4 separate regions of the Sus scrofa genome follow, and regions 2, 3 and 4 are each linked to region 1. Evidence: chromatin contacts called from public promoter capture Hi-C data. All regions are on one chromosome and are shown on one strand. The core of a region is the stretch at or near the end of the contact, and the rest is flanking DNA. Distances in the headings are between cores, read along the strand shown.

What was found. Promoter capture Hi-C pulls out the DNA fragments that hold promoters and counts their contacts.
Region 2: a promoter capture Hi-C map of liver shows a contact between it and region 1, with 2.5 times the contacts expected there. The contact joins the enhancer-like site here to the promoter of HIVEP1 in region 1. A contact is called at or near these places in 1 of 5 promoter capture datasets (liver), 3 of 47 Hi-C or Micro-C datasets (embryonic fibroblasts, epiblast stem cells and heart right ventricle) and 2 of 2 datasets of contacts at active chromatin or transcription factors (alveolar macrophages and skeletal muscle).
Region 3: a promoter capture Hi-C map of liver shows a contact between it and region 1, with 3 times the contacts expected there. The contact joins the promoter of TMEM170B here to the promoter of HIVEP1 in region 1. A contact is called at or near these places in 1 of 5 promoter capture datasets (liver) and 1 of 2 datasets of contacts at active chromatin or transcription factors (alveolar macrophages).
Region 4: a promoter capture Hi-C map of liver shows a contact between it and region 1, with 10 times the contacts expected there. The contact joins the enhancer-like site here to the promoter of HIVEP1 in region 1. A contact is called at or near these places in 3 of 5 promoter capture datasets (fetal skeletal muscle, liver and skeletal muscle), 8 of 47 Hi-C or Micro-C datasets (embryonic fibroblasts, fetal heart ventricle, fibroblasts and 3 more) and 2 of 2 datasets of contacts at active chromatin or transcription factors (alveolar macrophages and skeletal muscle).

What each region holds. Positions count from the first base shown.
Region 1 is chr7:8,513,827-8,518,145 of Sscrofa11.1, forward strand. It overlaps HIVEP1 (zinc finger protein 40), which reads left to right and starts at 2,030. Exons shown (of 8, transcript XM_013987651.2): 1 at 2,030-2,170.
Region 2 is chr7:8,147,999-8,152,255 of Sscrofa11.1, forward strand. It overlaps LOC110261703 (a long non-coding RNA gene), which reads right to left. Exons shown (of 3, transcript XR_002346166.1): 2 at 1,990-2,134; 3 at 1,210-1,828. Among named protein-coding and RNA genes, the nearest start is that of MIR7136, 15 kb to the left of the region's middle. Within about 2 kb of position 2,898, at least 32 of the 83 cell types and tissues checked have an H3K27ac peak or open chromatin away from gene starts, as enhancers often do. A contact at or near this core is called in liver and skeletal muscle, where this site is marked.
Region 3 is chr7:8,091,811-8,095,979 of Sscrofa11.1, forward strand. TMEM170B (transmembrane protein 170B) reads left to right here and starts at 2,543. Exons shown (of 3, transcript XM_003482132.4): 1 at 2,543-2,727. The coding sequence starts at 2,631. NEDD9 (enhancer of filamentation 1) reads right to left here and starts at 1,743. Exons shown (of 9, transcript XM_021100184.1): 1 at 1,567-1,743.
Region 4 is chr7:8,234,889-8,239,022 of Sscrofa11.1, forward strand. No RefSeq gene overlaps it. Among named protein-coding and RNA genes, the nearest start is that of ADTRP, 77 kb to the right of the region's middle. Within about 2 kb of position 1,868, at least 11 of the 83 cell types and tissues checked have an H3K27ac peak or open chromatin away from gene starts, as enhancers often do. A contact at or near this core is called in fetal skeletal muscle, liver and skeletal muscle, where this site is marked.

The DNA.
Region 1 (4,319 bases), core at 780-3,279:
TTTGTTTATTTGTTTGTTTGCCTTTTCTGGGGCCACTCCTGCGGCTTATGGAGGTTCCCAGGCTAGGGGTCAAATCGGAGCTGTAGCCATCGGCCTTTGCCAGAGCCACAGCAACACAGGATCCCAGCCGCGTGTGCGACCTACACCACAGCTTGTGGCAATGCCAGATCCTTAACCCACTGATCAAGGCCAGGGATGGAACCCGAAACCTCATGCTTCCTAGTTGGATTCGTTAACCACCGAGCCACAACGGGAGCTCCCCTGTTTTTCGTCTTTTTTAGGGCCGCACCCATGGCATATGGAGGTTCCCAGGATAGGGGTCCAATTGAAGCTGTAGCTGCAGGCCTACACCACAGCCCCAGCAATGCCAGATCTGAGCCGCATCTGCAACCTACACCACAGCTCATGGCAATGCCGAATGCTTAACCCATTGAGCAAAGCCAGGGATCGAACCCACGTCCTCATGGATACTAGCTGGATTCATTAACTACTGAGCCAGGACGGGAACTCCAACACTACTGTAAATCAAGGAGGATATGTACTATTTCTATTCCTGCTGATACAAATACTACTATTACTGCTACTGCCAATAAAAATACTATTGTGCCAGATCCTAAGTCCATCAGTAATAATAGTTTTTCTTAAAAAGATTATTCTCAGTCCAGATGTCTCCAAATGACATGCAGTATCATGTCTTAATTCCTTCCTAAAGATGCCCAGGGAGGCTTTTCCCTGCCCATTCTGTCTTTGCAGCTCACGAGAAGAGACCCCCTTCTTCCTGTTAGGGCAGGTGAAGGCCTCTCATCTGGAAATAGCTCTGCATGGCCTTCGCTCCCTCGCACATGCTCCTGCTTTGGACGCTACATTTGCACGGCCACCCCTCCTTTTTCACATTTACTTTGACTTTCTGTCCTAGCCAGAAAAACCATCACACGCACGGTTCACTTGCTCTCACCTTCAAGCCACTTCCCTTGCCTGGAATGCTGTTCTCATACAATTGCCAAATCCTGAACTTTTTCTCCCTCAAAATCCTGCTGAGAACTCACCGTGGGGATGGATGGAACTTTCTGTGATAATCCTGCCCTCCACCCAATCCAGAAAGCTCTCAGCAATCACGTAAATAACTGTGTATAACTTTAATTGGCTCTGTTTATAAGCCTCCTCTTGTATCTTTTTCCCTCTAGGTATTTTTCCACGTGTTTATTCTGTCTCCATTAATTTGTAAACTCCCAGAGGGCAAGGCCTGAACACAGGTTGGTGTTGGCATAAAATGGATGAACAGTTAGGACCGAATGGCAGCCTCTGCAGTGTTTCTTGATTACGAATCTGACAGTAAAGAAAAGAAATCCTTTTGTTAGTGCTTTGTTTGTGATGGTCCTGAGACTGCTAATCTAATGTAAAAATATATCCGGTTTCTGCTAGTGTCCAGTTAAGGAAGATAAAATCAACAGTTACAAGCTTTCCATAATGGGAGGGGGAGGGTGCGGGAGAGCCTGACCTGTACCAATGGTACATGAAAGGCATGTGATTATGTGAGTTTATTTTCTTCAGTGGTATCTTGTCTTTTCAAGGCTGCAGGTCTATCTTAGAAGAGAAATAATATTTACTTTCAAAACCGAAATCTAAAAACCAAACAAAGCCTCAGAAAACATACAATACCACCCTGTTCTAAGTTTGTGCTGAGTGGAGGGAAAATGAATCTAATTGAGAAGGCTTCTTTTTTTGTGTGTCTAACAGAAAATGCCACAGGGTCCAGCTCTCCAGGATTTCTGGATAGGTGGATTGTTCATTTCAGCCCAGATAACAAAGGGAAGCAGGGCAAACGCTCTTCTCACCGCGGGAGTAAGAAGTGGGAATCCTTCCCCGTGACCACCTGCTTCTCTCTCTTCAAACTAGCAAATAAACTGCCAAATAGCTGTGTATCGTTCTCGGCGCAGAGCCCACGGTATAAACCCAACGTAGGCGGTGCACTAGATAACATCAAAGCCCCAGGCAGGGGCCAGAAAAGGGGGGGGGGCAAAAGCAGCCGAGGGAATGAAGCGCCTCCCCCTAGCATTTCCTCTCACGCCCACTTCCAACCTAGGAGGCTTTTGGTTTCTGCTTTTGTTGTTTTTAAAATTAAAAGTTAAACGCAGGAAGCTTTGGATCAGACTTTTGCGTGGCAGTTCGGGTAAGTTTTCTCTCGGTCGGCTCTTTTGTCTGGCGTCTGGCCGGGGAAGAGCCTGGGCGTGGGGCAGAGCTGGCAGAGCGTGCGGGGCAGGTTTTGTCGCCGGGTCGCCCGAGGAGGAGGGGATTCGGCCGGTGGACGGGGAAGCCCAGCGCGCGCGGAGGGCGGAGGGCGGAGGGGAGGGACGGGCGGCGGCGTGACCCGGAGGCCAGCGGGGAGGAACCTCCGGGATCTCCGCGTGGCGCTGGCGCAGCCGGGCCGGGCGCAGGGCGGAGGGCCGGGGCCGCGGGGCCGCGCCAGGGGGGAGCCCGAGCCGGGCCGGCCGGGCGGCCGCGTGGGAACCGGGGCAGGGGGGCGAGAGGGCAGCGGCGGTGGCGCGGCGCCCGGCGGACGCGGCGGGCCAGCGGGGTCCCCCGACGAACCCCGGCGGAGGACTTGTGTTCTCCCCACACTGTTCTGCCAGACAAATGTGGGACTGCCCTCAGCTGAACCCCACTCCGCAAGGGGGGCTCCGAGAGCGCTCGCACCTCCAGGAGGGGCGCAGCTGGAGGGAAGTGGGGCCCGAGAGGAGCCCCCTCCTTTTTTTTTTTTTTTTTTCCGGAGTATGGTCACCTCCCCCATTGTGCCAGAATTACCATTCCCATTTATCTTTTGATTCAAAAAAAAAAAAAAAAAGGTGTTTCTCCACATTCCGTTTATAGGATACAGTTTGAGAAATTGTATTTAATTTGCCACCAAATAATTAAGCCGAAACTAGCTACTTTATAGTTGAGTTGGATTCCCCTGCATTCTGATAACTAGGGAGTCAGGGCTGTAGGAGGAATTAGGAAAAGAAATTGCATTTAGAAAATTCGGAGTGGGAAACTGTTCGGTATTGTATATGCTTCAAAAAATTAATATTAATTTAATGCTCCAGAAAGTGAAATTGTGAATAGAATATAAGAAAAGAGTCCTATAGCAAATTAAAATGACGACATTAATCTATTACAACTCCAGATTGCATGTTTAATTTGTTAGAAAGTTCCCAGCAATGCCAAATTCCATTTAAACCTTGTGTTCACGCTAAATATTTGTTATGGTCAACAACTATTGGGTTAAAAATATGGTAATTTTGACTTAGCAGGTGACACAAAGTAGAATCAATATTCGTCTTTATCCTCTGAGAAATTAGGTATACTTTCGCACTTAAAGAGATGTTTGTGTTTCTTTTAACACAAACTGCGAAGTGTACGTACTTTTTATAGTTGCCATTTAATTTCATAAAAGAGGTGATTTTATGACATCGAAAATTTAAAGAGTGCATTATTTCATGGCAATGTTGGAAGCATAGTTTGCCAAACATTATTGCAAATTTAGGCAGTTGTTGGCTGCTCTTTGCTCTTATGGCCAAATCCAGTTTTTGATGGGCATATTCCCCCCTTTACATGACATTATTTTTGGTTACAAGCTCGCTTTTATTGAGTATTCCATTTTTAATCATTGGCATACTGGTGCAGTTAAGCTTTTCTTAGCTCAAATGAGCTAGAGGTAGGATTTCCTCAGGGGAATTTTAGGGGTCAACCCTAGCAGGAAAAACCTAGATGTCTTTATGGAAGCCCCGAGGAACAAAACAATTCAAGTTTGCACAGATGGTCGGCAGAGTGGGTGTACGGTCGTTTAGCATTTTTATTCCTTAAAAGGGTAAAGCAGTTTGGGTTTATCTGAGAATTTTTTCTGCATCAAATTTTTGTTTCACCTTATTCCTCTCGAGTTTAGCGCGGCTCCTTAAACCAAGTATCTGTGCCTGCTTCCTTAGGGGTCCATGTGGGATTTCTGAGCCCCACATTTCTGTTCTTTTGGTCTAACCCCGAAAACTTGCAACAGTACCCTGGTCCAGCCCCTCCCAATTTCTTTTCCATCGGTTTCCAACTCCTTGCTTCCTCTATTGCTTTCTAGCAGCCGGGGTCAAACTCTGGGTTATGGTAACTACTCCCTCTTCCCCCTTTCTCTCCTCCCTAGCCTCCCCGGGGCCAGGTCGGCTGCCTAGCCCTGCAACCCCTTTCCTGACCCCAGAGACCCCTCTCCTCCCTGCCCCAAGCTGTCAGGCGGACAGGCAGGGGTTAACCGCGCTCGCAGCTCCGGCTCTGGGAACCACCAGCAGGCATTGGAGCGG
Region 2 (4,257 bases), core at 1,648-4,147, 360 kb before region 1:
ATTCAGCCTAGGACCACTCACCCCCAGTAATATATAGGTTGTTCATGAATTTCTGAAACTCTTGGGCTGCCCCACCTACGCTGGCAGATGTCTACGAGACACACACAGATAAGGGTCCTGCTTGGATCCTATCCTGGAGAGCTGGGTCAGAGCACATGTCAGCTAATTAAGACTGCAGAACATGAAGTGACAGAGAAAAGCAGTAAGATAGTCAAGAAATCACCCTCCTAGGAGAGGACAGTGGCCAGTGACCATCTGTAATGTGCAGGACTAGAACTGAAAGCATAGGCTGCTGTCTGGAGTCAGGCAGATTGTCCACACAAGACAAGTGAGGGCTCAGCTTCAGAGAGCACTCAGCTAGAAGGGACTGGCCTTCGGCTGAGAGGTACTTTCTAACTGGGTAGTTGTGGTGTAAGTGCCAGACAAATCATGTTTTTTTTTTTGTTTGTTTGTTTTGTTTTGTTTCTTGTTTTTAGGGCAGCACCCACGGCATATGGAGATTCCCAGGCTTCTAATTGGAGCTGTAGCTGCCGGCCTACACCACAGCCACAGAAACCCCAGATCCGAGCCATGTCTGTGACCTACACCACAGCTCACGGCAATGCGGGATCCTCAACCCACTGAGCGAGTCCAGGGAGCAAACCCGCAACCTCATGGTTCCTAGTCGGATTCATTTCCACTGTGCCATGGCGGGAACTCCCTAGTGTTTGGATTATAATGTAAGTACTCTATGTTAAGCTTTGGATTGCTGAGGCATCATTTCAAAGACATCCATCTCAAAAAACACACTGCCTGCTACCCTTCTAGACCAGAGCCAGCTGTCCCACCCATGAAGTCCCCTTGTAGCAAGCCCTGAGTGACCTCAATAGATGCCCTTTTAACCCCTGCTTCCCCCTCCCTGCACTTGAATTCCCACTCTTACGGTGTAAATTCACCAATCAAGGTTGAACCCAGGAAACCCTTGGCATCCCACCCTCAACCCCAGATCCATGCTCTCCCTCTCCCATTGACCTTTCCGTGTGGCCTCAAGTGTGCTGTGTTCCCTCCAGGACATGTGAGTTTTCAAAATTCCATGACGGTTGTCACTGAGGTGCCCCCTGCAATCATAATAAGAACCGCAAGGCTGGTCCAGCCTCAATATTGGCTTCGATGGGGAGTATCTGTCACAGATATTAACGGGCTCCTGTTAATAGCAGGGGTCCAGGTGGGCGCCCCAGGCATTCTTGGCTGATAGTATTTCTATTGATAGGCTGAGATGACCCAAAGCAGTAGCCCTGAGAGAGAAACCTTTTATTTGCAGTCAGAAATTTAACCCCTGGAGACAGCAACAACCAGGATGATTTAAGCTGGCCAGGAAACTGGGAAAGAGGGAAGGGAGATGGGGGTGGGAGCACGGGCGGCGCAGCATCCGGCACTTCGTTTGCCTTACTGTGTTCAAGGCAGCAAGCATCTTTCACAATCATGCTCTCTAGACCCTGCCTTGCCTTTTAAAATGTCACCATGCCTCTGTAAAAGGCTCTGTGGAGGAATAACAGCGCAAACCCCCATTCTTCCTCAGAGCCTAAAGGAGTCCATTTTTATCAGCTTCCAGAAGTTTCCTTTTGGAATCATCTGCTAATAACCCTTATTTTAAAAACTTGGAATGGGTAGCATAACTACAAAGGACTCGTCGGAAGCCAGACAGGACTTCCAGATCCACAAACCACCATCTCCAGGAACCCAGGGCAGAACCTTCGGGGCTCCAATTTGGAGCTTTCCAGTCAAGGATCCACTCCCATTCTTGGTCTGGCTGCCCCGGGGCGGCAGTGGGGGGGGGGGTGCAGGAGCCCTGGGAAAGGAAGAAATCCAGATTGCAACACCACTTGTCCTGCTTCTCCTAATGCCCGCCTTCTTCCCCACTAGAGTTTGGGCACTCCCAGGCACCGTCTGTTCTCATACAAAGGAAAAAATAGATGTGTTGTGAATTCCCTGTGTGCCCGGCTTGGTTACCTGATGTTGAGATGCTTTGTTTTCTTGGATGCCTAGAGCTGTACGCGGTCCCTTCTGGGGCAAATGCTTTGTGTAGACATAAACAGCCAACCAGGCTGCAGGCAAACAACGTGTAGCTGCCTTTTCTTTCTTCGGAGCTACATTCCTGCAGAGATAAATATACAGAAAGAGATTATAAAGGAGGAAGGACAGCGTGTCAGCGTGAGGGCTCTGAGAACAAAAGGGTTATCATGTGCAGAGGCTGAAAACAGAATATAAAGCAATCAGGACCGGGAAGCAGTGGAGGCCTCCTAGGGAATAATCTGCCAAGAAATCCTGAACCTCCCAGGAAAACAAGCCATGGTTAGAATTGGTGTGAAAGCGAAACTTGGAAATCCATGTTGAGGAATGTACTGGATGGAGGGGAAAGAAGCCACGCCTTCCTTCTTTGCTCTGAGCCTGTCACCTTGGCCGTGGGCAAAAGGCCTTCCTGGGAAGCTGCCCCGTTGAATGCAGTGGAGCTGGGCTGGTGAGAGGGTGGGGTAGGCCTTTGACATGAGCCATGCTAATAGTTCAAATAGGAAGATGGTAGCAGGGCTGCATGTATCTAAAACGAGACATAGTATATTAATTTTACACTTCAGACTTTTTAAAAAGCAGATGCTCTCCTCCACTCCCTTGAGCTCTTTGGCAAGCTTGCTAGAACCCCGGGAACCAAGGCAGGGTGTCCCCAGTCCTTATCCTGTAGAGTCTCTGTTTTTTGCAGATCAAACAGCTAATGAAAACCTGTGCAGAAAGGGCAGGGCTAGTTTAGATTGCTTCAGTGGGTAGTTAACCTTGGAAGGAAAGACTCTGCACTTGTGGTCAGCTTCCTCCCCCTGGCAGGCACTTCCATCAGCTTTCCTTCAATTCCAGTACATCTTGTTTACAGGCCACAGGCTGGTTTAAGATCCAGTTGGCCACCAGCCCGGTCAGGACAGAGGCTGCAGCCACTGAACTGCTCTGGGAACTGTCAGCTATGAGTGCAGCCAATGAGGTTAAAAAAAAAAAATTAAGGAAAGGAAGCAGCCTTTTAAGAAACCTCGGCCTTCTGATTAGAGTAAGAATTAAGCCATTAATTCTAACTTTTCGAAACAAAAGCCCTTGCAGCTAGAGACCCAAGCTCAGTACCTCAGTCAGTTGCCAGGGTTGCATGCAAAGATCAGTTTAAACAGCTGTCATCCACCTGCCTCCACTTAAAGGGCATTTTCAAGGTGGAAAGTGCCCCCAACCAGAAGTGGGACTGCCCCATTCTGAGTTTGCCTTGAAAGCCAGAAATGACCCTCCTCCTCAAATTCAATTCCCAGTTGAATTCCAAGCTATCTCTGCCTATAAATAGATTTGTAATGACTTTGTTGCTGTTGGTGGGATGGTGATTTATGATTTAATTAAGAATAGTCCTCATTCTTAACAAGATTACCGTCTTAAAGACACAAAATATAGAGCATGTTCCACGTAACCCAGTGATGACAAAAGAGGCTCTTCCATGCATTTTTGTAGCTTGAAATGAACCCACATCCACAGCCTACGGAAGTATATTTTAGAGAACCCGAAGGTAGTTTAAGGGTCTTGCTGACCTCATTAAAAGACACAACTTATGGAACTGAAAGAAGAGGGACTAGATAAGAGGGACTTGCATCAATTATGGGCTGGGCAGGTAGACGAAAAGGATAGATATTTCATAAAGTGATGGAATTAAGGTCTCAGCCCCAAAGGCTCCCTGTCTTACTCCTCATGGACCCAATCTCATGGCCTGGCTCCAGCTCTTGAGCCCTGTGGCTCCCCAAGGCCTCCATTCCTACATCACTATGGAGGGAGCTGCAAAATGCAGTGTTGGTCTTGGAGATAATCTGATGCTGCCAGGAAAAGGCTTGCTAAAAGCTCTGCAGAATTAACATGCATCTGGTAGAAACCAGTGCAAGCGAGCAGAGCTAAGCCAGCCCTCCCCCAGCCCTTTCCCCAGGCCGTTCGGCTTTGACCTCAACCTCACCCTCTTCTGTCTTTCCTTAATTCGAGTCCAGAGTCCCTTTCACACCAGTTGTGCTGCCAGCACTGTCAAGAGGCCTGATGCAGCGTGAATTCCTGCCCAGGGATGGATGGAGAGACTCATGGAATCTCAGAAAAAGAGAGCACAGGAAGCTTATAAAGAGTTTTTCTGTGTAGCTTGTGTCCTAAAAGCAGGGACTCTGGAAACCGGTCCCTCCAGATAACTGGCTTCAAAGACATCTGAGGGTGGGGACCCCACAGGCC
Region 3 (4,169 bases), core at 1,293-3,792, 420 kb before region 1:
GTGACTTAAGAAGATGATGTGGTTGCTAGAAAGAATTAATAAGACTAGGAATTCAGAAACTGGGCTCTGAAGTGGTGTCACCTCTGTCACATCACTAAATTCCCCAGAATCTGTTTCCCCCCCCATCTGTAAAATACTATGAAGTAGAAAAACAGTAAAGCCTCTTCTAAGTCCGATATTTTACAATCTTAAATTAAGATCTGATTAGTTCTAAATCCTCAGAAGAACATAAACACCACCACATTTCGAGTTTTGGCTCCGTTCCTATGAATGATGCAAAATTTCCCTTTTTCTCTTGTGCTGTGACATCAAACAGACAATACATGTGCCAATGAAAAAAACATCTCTTGCCATCTGGTTCTGTAAGAAACGAAATCACCAGCCACCGCAGCCGCTGACCTTCCACACGCCCTGCAAGAAGTTCTGGGTGGAGATAAGGAATGAGGCACTCTGTCCTTTGGGAATAAACTGGCAGAACAGGCCCTCGGATAGTTAGATATTTTTAGGAGATTTTATGACCCTCCCCCCCAGCCTCTTGCATCTTCCATCTAGAAAAGCACTAAAATAATTAACAAAGACAGCTGCTCCTCCTGACCAGCAGCAATCTTGTGACCAAGCAGTAACCCTCTGCCCAAACATGCGCCTGAGCCCATGCAGCCCCTCCAGCAAAATCACAGAGATGCTGGCCTCCCCCCTCACCTCTTGGGAGCAGTTCCTCAGAGCCATCCCAGAGGCTGCCTCCCGGGCTCTAGTCCTCCTTTTTGCCCCTAATAAAACTTAACTCAGGACACTTCCACTGCACGTTTTTTTTTTTTCAGTCGACACATACATACATATGTAAATACACACATGTATAAATGCGTATATATAATTCTTTTTAAAGTCGTCGCCAAGAACACCGTTTTACAAGTGATTCAACCCTTCTACGTTTTGCCAAATGTAGCTGATGATTTCGCTACAGCAGGAACTTCAGCACCCTTTGTAGACTTTCTTTTCAGATGGTAAAGGGATTGAAAAAGGACGGGGGTGAGGGGCGGGGGCTGACCAGTGCATATTTTGTTATTACCAGGACTTGCAGTCTTATTTTTTTAAGATAAAAGGTTCCAAATGTCAAGGAGTTGCAGTATTTTGGACAGCTCGTCGGGCTAACGGTGGACATGAAGAAAGGGAGCAAAAACCATGGGACGAGACCTAGTTTACGTTGGAGGGAGGAAAAGAAATAACGGAGACTTTTACATTTTGATAAAAAGAGACAGACCCGGGATGGCACTGGGGTGTAGGACACCTGCCCAGCCGTGTGTCTACAGGTAATTTCAGATGCTGGAACCACTCGAGGCCCAAGTTCCTGGTGTGGGAAGGACTGGACGAAGGATGGACCTGGTCTGTTTCTGTTAATGGCTTTCACAAGTAGTGACCTATCCTACCCAGGGCTCCTGACTCAAAAAAAAAAAAAAAAAAAAAAAAAAAAACCCAAAACAAAACCCGAAAAAACCTCAACAGCTCGCAAACTGATAAGCCTAAAACGTTGGGTTTAAATTTCACTTTCGAAAAAAGTTGTACTCAAACCTCTTTATCCAAAGGATTTCGTTCGGAGCCAAAGATGCGAACTGTCACAGAAACCAGCTGACGGACTTTGCTAACTCGTTGCGTCAGGGCTGCCGCTCAGCCTGGAGTTTCAGCAGCGCGCAGCACGGGCGCACCCAGCGCTCCCAGCGCTCCCAGGGCGCGCGCCCGGGGCTGGGGGCGGGGCAGGAGGGAGGGCGTGGAGGTGGTTCCCTTGGAGCACCCAATCAGCAGCGAGGCCCGGCGGTGGCGCTAGTGACGTAGGCCGAGCTTCCCTCCGCCCCACTGCGGGCCGACGCTCGGCACCAGCAGCCACGCGAGCTCGCGCGCGCCAGGACGGGGAGGAGGAGGGGGAGGAGGAGGGCTCTGAAGCCGGCCGGCTGTCGGAGGGCGACGGGTCGCGGGAGGGGAAGGGGGAGAGTGAGCATGCGCAGCGGCCCCGGGGAGGGAGGGGGAAGTGGGGGCCCGTGCGCGCGCGCACGAGCGGCCCGCTGGCGGCCGCGGGTGGAGGGGGCGGTTCCTCGAGTGTCGGCGGTCGGAGGGTGGGCAGGCTGGCGGCAGGTGCCCCCGCGGCCGCCGCCGCCGCCGCCGCAGTCTTCTCGGAGTCCCGGATCTTCTCTTGCTCTGGTGGTGATGAGCGGGGCTCCATCGGGGGCTGCACCTGCCGACTGCCCATCACCCCGGGCCTCCCGGCGTGACCTCGGCCTCTTCACCAGACTGGCCCCCGCGGCGCCGTGCTGCCCCTGAGAGGGAGCGACAGCGGCCTCCACCGCCCCGAGTCCTCGCTCGGAGGCCGCGCCGGGAGAGCGCCCGGCCCCCTCCCCTCCCCCGTCCGCCGTCCTCAATGTCTCCCCGGCGGGGAGGGGGCTGCCTGGGAGACGCGCTGAGCGACCCCCCTCCGGAGGCCCATCGGCGGCAGCAGCAGCGCCCAGCCCGGAGCCCCGAAGCCTCCCCCGGCGGCGGCGGCCTGGAGGAGCCGCGCACACGCCGCCGCCCCCGTAGCCTCGCAGCCGCCGCCGCCGCCGCCCGGTGCCCGAGGAGAGGGCGGCGGGCGCCCTTCGGGGAAGATGAAGGCGGAGGGGGGCGACCACTCCATGATCAACCTGTCGGTGCAGCAGGTCCTGAGCCTCTGGGCCCACGGGACGGTGCTGAGGAACCTCACGGGTAATTGATGCGCCCGGGATGGGGACCGGGATGCGGTGCCGCCCCTCGCCTCTGTTCTCCCTCCGGTGGAGGGGAAGTGCTCCTCGCCGCCCCACCCCCGTGAGCTCGCTAGGCAGTTCGCGGTGCCGACCCCTGGCGAGGATGTTGTTAATTGGATCCGGCTGTTCCGGGGGCGCCAACCAGGGTCCCCCTTTCCCCCCCGGAGGCTCTAGAGTTCCCGGGGGAGAATCCACGACGGCCGCCTCCGCTCCCTGCATGGGGAGGGTCCGCGACCCCCATGCCTCCGTAGTACGCACAGAATTGAGTTAGTGCTGAGACTTGAGTACTGTTAGCCTTCAATTATCCCTCCACCCCAACGCACACACCCCACTTCTTGCTCTTTCGATCTTTTTCTGGTTTAGCTCTTTTTCTTTCTGGCAAATTTTAAATCGAATGTAGGACTTAAATTCCCTGCTCACAACGATCAGTTTCCGTCAACTGTTAAAATTTTTTTTTTGATGGTATCAATGACTCATTATAGTAGGTCACAGGCTGGACCCAGGTCTAGTGCATTCTGAGCACTTTTTGCTTTAACCATGTATCTCCCCCCTCTCCTCTTTCCTTTTGTCTGTCTCTCTCCCTCTGGCCTCTAAGCCGCTGCTTCTGTGACATTTGATAATTTTGTGTATTCCTCTTCATATGTCAAGGCTATCAGGAGGAAATTAGACTTAACTACATTATAATAATTAGCGTCATTTTCTAGTTGTAGAAGTGAGCAATAATACTCATACCTTTTAATCAAATTTGTAGGTCCGCTTTGTGAAGAAATTTCTGGTTTGATTCATGCAGAGATTCTTGTATTATGCTTAGATTATCCAGAGTTCTGAATTTAAAAAATACTCTCTAAATATTAGTGTCTACAAGAAAGTGATTTCAATTGAAATTTGATGACTTCTCAGTGCCTGCTTCTCAGTGAAAAACAAACAAAAAACCTAAAACCTTAAAAAGACGTATAGGACAGCAAATTTTGATAGAACTTTAGTATTTCAAAATGCATTATGTCAAACTGGTTAAGACTATGAAGTGTATTTTACAAGCATAATCTATCTTGATAGGATATGACATATTATAAATTCTGGTATTATATGAAATTCAGATATTCATAGAGGAAAACTGGGGAGATTATGTACCACCAAGTTGACTTTAAAGATGCTGGTTGCCTTGGATGTGGAAACTATGAAATTAACTTGGATTCTGCACTGATTTATGGTATCCTCACTTTTAATCCGTGGTTATTTAACTTGGAGCAAACCTGACCTTACAGGAGGGTTGCAAGTCAGGAACATATTTTTAGTTCTTAAAACCTATATTGACATAAAGACCATTTCATCATTCAGCTGAGTTCTGAGATAGACTCCTTTATCTTACTTATGGCTTTCCTTGTATTCATCCACTGTTAATAT
Region 4 (4,134 bases), core at 618-3,117, 280 kb before region 1:
GCTGAGTGCTAGGATGGTAGTGTTCCAGAAGGCAGCTAGGATGGAAGGCGGTGGCTGTCCCAGGTGCTGTTTTAAACAAGCTAAATGTATTATATTCAATCAGAACTGCTGCTGCCATTTCCACATAATATTCAAGCAGAATTCCCATATATCAGTGCTCCAACTTTGGCAGCATATTGGAATGACCTAGAAGTGCTTTTAAAACTCCTAATGCCTCATCCATAGCCTGGAACAATTCAGTCTCTCTTGAGGAGGGATTGGGCATAAACATTTTCATAAGCTCCCCAGGTGACTCTAAATGTGCAGGCAAGGCTGAATAGCTCTGCTGTGTTCAGCTCCAGCAGCTCTTTATACTATGGTGGACCCTTGAGCAACACAGATCTGAACTGCATGGATTCTTTTGTAGTAAGTACGACAGTACTACATGATCTGCTATTGGTTGCATCTGTGGATGTGAGCACAGAAGAACCTTGGATATGGAGGGCTGACTATAAATGGTACACAGATTTTCTACTGTGTGGAGGATGGGTGCCCCTAAGCCCTGTTCAAGGATCAGCTGTATTTCCTTCCCCATCTCCCCAACATGAGGCTCCTTGCTTACCTCCAGTGTTCATTTAACCCACTTCTGTGGCCACTGGAATTGCTAGGACTCTAGAAAGTGGGTTTTCCACAACAATGTGAGTTCCTTGGGGCCCCACACTTTCTCACATTGTATCAAAGGTTTTAAAATGAAATTGTTTAACATTTTGACCTTGAGGAGACATCATACAGGGGACAGAAACAAATTGGTAGAAGTTACATGGTGTAAAGAAAAGGGAGTATCTGAGCTGACCAGACTGGGCTGGGGCTCCATTTTTCTGGGGTAGTTTTTCCTTGGGCAGAGTCATCAACCTCACTAAGCCTGTTCTTTATCCTTAACATTGGGATGATAATGTCTGCCTTTCAGACAGGGAAGAGCTAGAGATAATGGATAGCAAATGGCCATCTTTGCTGGAAGCTCAATAGACGGTATGAACTATCGGTAACTGCTTGACTTAAGACAGACAAGAGAGGAATTAAAAGCCACAATTTTATATCCAGTGGCCTGTGACCCTCAGTCCCCTCATTTGTAAAATGGGGATAATGTATTGGGTTGAATAGCATCCTGCCAATATTACTGTCCACTTGCCACCCCAGTGTGACCTTATTAGAAAATAGGGTCTTTGCAAATGTGATTAGTTAAGGATATCAAAATGGAATCATCCTGAACTTAGAGTGGGCCCTAAAACCAATGACTGGTGTCTTGATGTGAGAAGGGAGAGGGGAATATAGGGACATGCAAACCAGAATCCGTATGAAGATGGAAGCAGAGACTGGAGGGATCGGGTAAGGATTACCCAAAACCCTCAGAAGGAGGGGTTCTTCCCTACAGGCTTCAAAGGATGCTGACACCTTGCTTTCAGACCACTAGCCTCCAGAACTGTCAGAGGATAAACTTCTGTTGTTTTTAATCCACCTAGTTTGTGGTCTTTTGTTATGGTAGCCCCAGGAAACCAATTCAGATAGTAATATAGTAGTTCTGGGTTATTGCATCATAAGTGAATTTATATTGTAAGTATAATTAAATTTAGAAATGGTAAAGTTTTAGCTAAGTGTTAATTAGGATTATTTAGATAGTGGATAAATAGCCTCATCTGATGATGATCTGTGTTAGGAGCCAAGGCCTCTGGTACTTGGAGGGTCTTTCAAGGGTGACTGTGTGAGAGATAAAGTGAAATGACAAGTGTGGCATGTAGAAAGGGACAGGATGAGAGTCAGTAAGGTGATAAGTCACAATCAAAGAGCTGCCTGCCCTGAGCAGCTCCACCCACCAACCAGAGAAAAAGGGCTGGCTGCCCTTTGATCTCAAGCGCACAAGTACAGTGCCATGTGACACACATAAACACATGCACACATAAATAGCTGAGAGCTTTGCTGGCTCCCATTCTTGGACACCCGCCCCTGAAGTTGCGCTTTCTTTCAGTCTGTCCCAATGAGCAGCCATAGAACCAAGATTCATGTGCACATGACATTTTCATTAAATCCACTACAATGTACAGCAAAATCTCCCTTTTCATTGTTGATCCAGTCGTATAAGCAACCCCTGTATTCCATGCCTAGGGTCTAAGATGGCTCCCAGGTGGGGCGGAAAGAGGTTCATCTTTAAGCTAGAAGGATAGTCTGCAACAGGTCTTTTCTTTCCCTTGATGTGGGGCTTACTTAGAAATCTACATTGCTGAGCAGGGGGACTATGACTGAATTGGTTGCAGACAGATCTCTTGGTTTCTTCTTCTTAGTTTGGTGATGTGAGGGCACTAAAAGGTCATGATGGCAGGAAGTCTAGCAGAGGAAAATACAGGCAGTGCCAATGCAATTTATTTTACAGTAGAATTTTATTGAACCCCATGATTTTAAAAACTGGTAAAGTTGAATTAATGCATGTACATAAAATATCAACATGAGTGCATTTTAGAATTTAGTTAGAAAAATTTTCAATGAAATAAAACATGCCTAGATTGAGAGTTTTCAGACTCCTGTACCAGATTCCTGGCAAGGTAGAAGTCATATAGTATTTGTTTTCCCAACTCTACATCATCTAACTTCATAATTTGAATCTTAATAAAATTAAGTGTTGAGTGAAAACAAATCCCAAAAGTGTAACCAAATATATTGGCTCAGGCCAGGCTTAAGCCTCAGCAGAAGGTCTTATAAGCTCTTGTAGTGGAAGCATTTTTTCTCTTCTTCCTGTCACACCTCAGAGGAGCCGAGTCTGAGCACAGCAGTTGCTAACAGAATGAAAGATAAAAAGATGCAAGCGGCCTGAGGGATGGCCATCATCCCTGTCCTCAGGCCATGGCATGCATGTGGCCAGGGCCATACACATGGTAGGCACTTTACTTATTCAGTGAATGAATGAATCCTACAGTACAGTAGGATGCAGTGTTGTGCAGCTTATAGATTGTTGCCCTGAGGTTGGATTGAGAAATCAATTTGATGGTCACAATATCTTTCAAATAATAGGATAGAAAATAAAGTAGTCTATCACACATGTTAGAAGTATGGAGTTCCCATCGTGGCACAGTGGAAACAAATCCGCCTAGGAATCATGAGGTTGCGGGCTTGATCCCTGGCCTCACTCAGTGGGTTACGGATCTGGCGTGGCCGTGAGCTGTGGTATAGGTTGCAGACTTGGCTTGGATCCTGCATTGCTGTAGCTGTGGTGTAGGTCAGCAGCTGTAGCTCCAATTAGACCCCTAGCCTGGGAGCCTCCATATGCCGCTGGTGCAGCCCTAGAAAAGCAAAAAAAACCCAAAAAACAAAAAACCAAAGTGTGTGTGTGTGTGTGTGCTGTGTCTGTATGTGTGTATATATGTTTACTAGGCCATGATGTAAAATAAATTCCAAAGGCATCAATCAGGAAATAATAAAAACCGCTGATGGAGTGTTGGTGCATTTGGGTTGGATTAATCTGACTTTGAATTCTGATACCATCATGAGACATTAAGGATGTTACCTAAATCTGTCTGAGGCTCGTGTATTTAAGGTCCACTGTACATCATGCACTTGCCATGTGTGGAGGATACAGTGGTGAATAAGATGCACCCTTGCCCTCAAAAAACCACACAGTCTGCCCTCAAAAAGTGTCAGTCTCTAGTCAACACTTCAGGGTCTTTGGGATTGGTTGATGAGATGTTTGGGTGAAAAGTAATTTGGGGGAAGTTCAGTCCTGCTGAAGTTCTTTAGGAGCCGGTGGAATCCATTTTTTCTCTTTGCTGTCTCCTCTCTTAAGAATGGTGACAAACGAACACTAACTTCTCTCCTCAGCCGTAAAGCAAGTTTAAATTCCTGTAGTGCCAGCCAGTTGGTCAAGACTTGAATTGTAAAGTGTGGCATGTTGCAGCTGTGCCTCCTCTTTCCACTCCGTCAAAGGTATGCAGAATTTTGCTGACCCATCAGTGGCCGAGGTCATCATCTACTCTATTTTGGGTCCTCTAACCATAGATTGGCTCTCTTAGAGAGGGTGAGAGTCAAGACACACACACCCAGTCATTTCTTGGTAGCCACAAGGTAAACCATTGTGAACTTAGTAAGATTTGCCCTCTTAGTCTGCAGCTG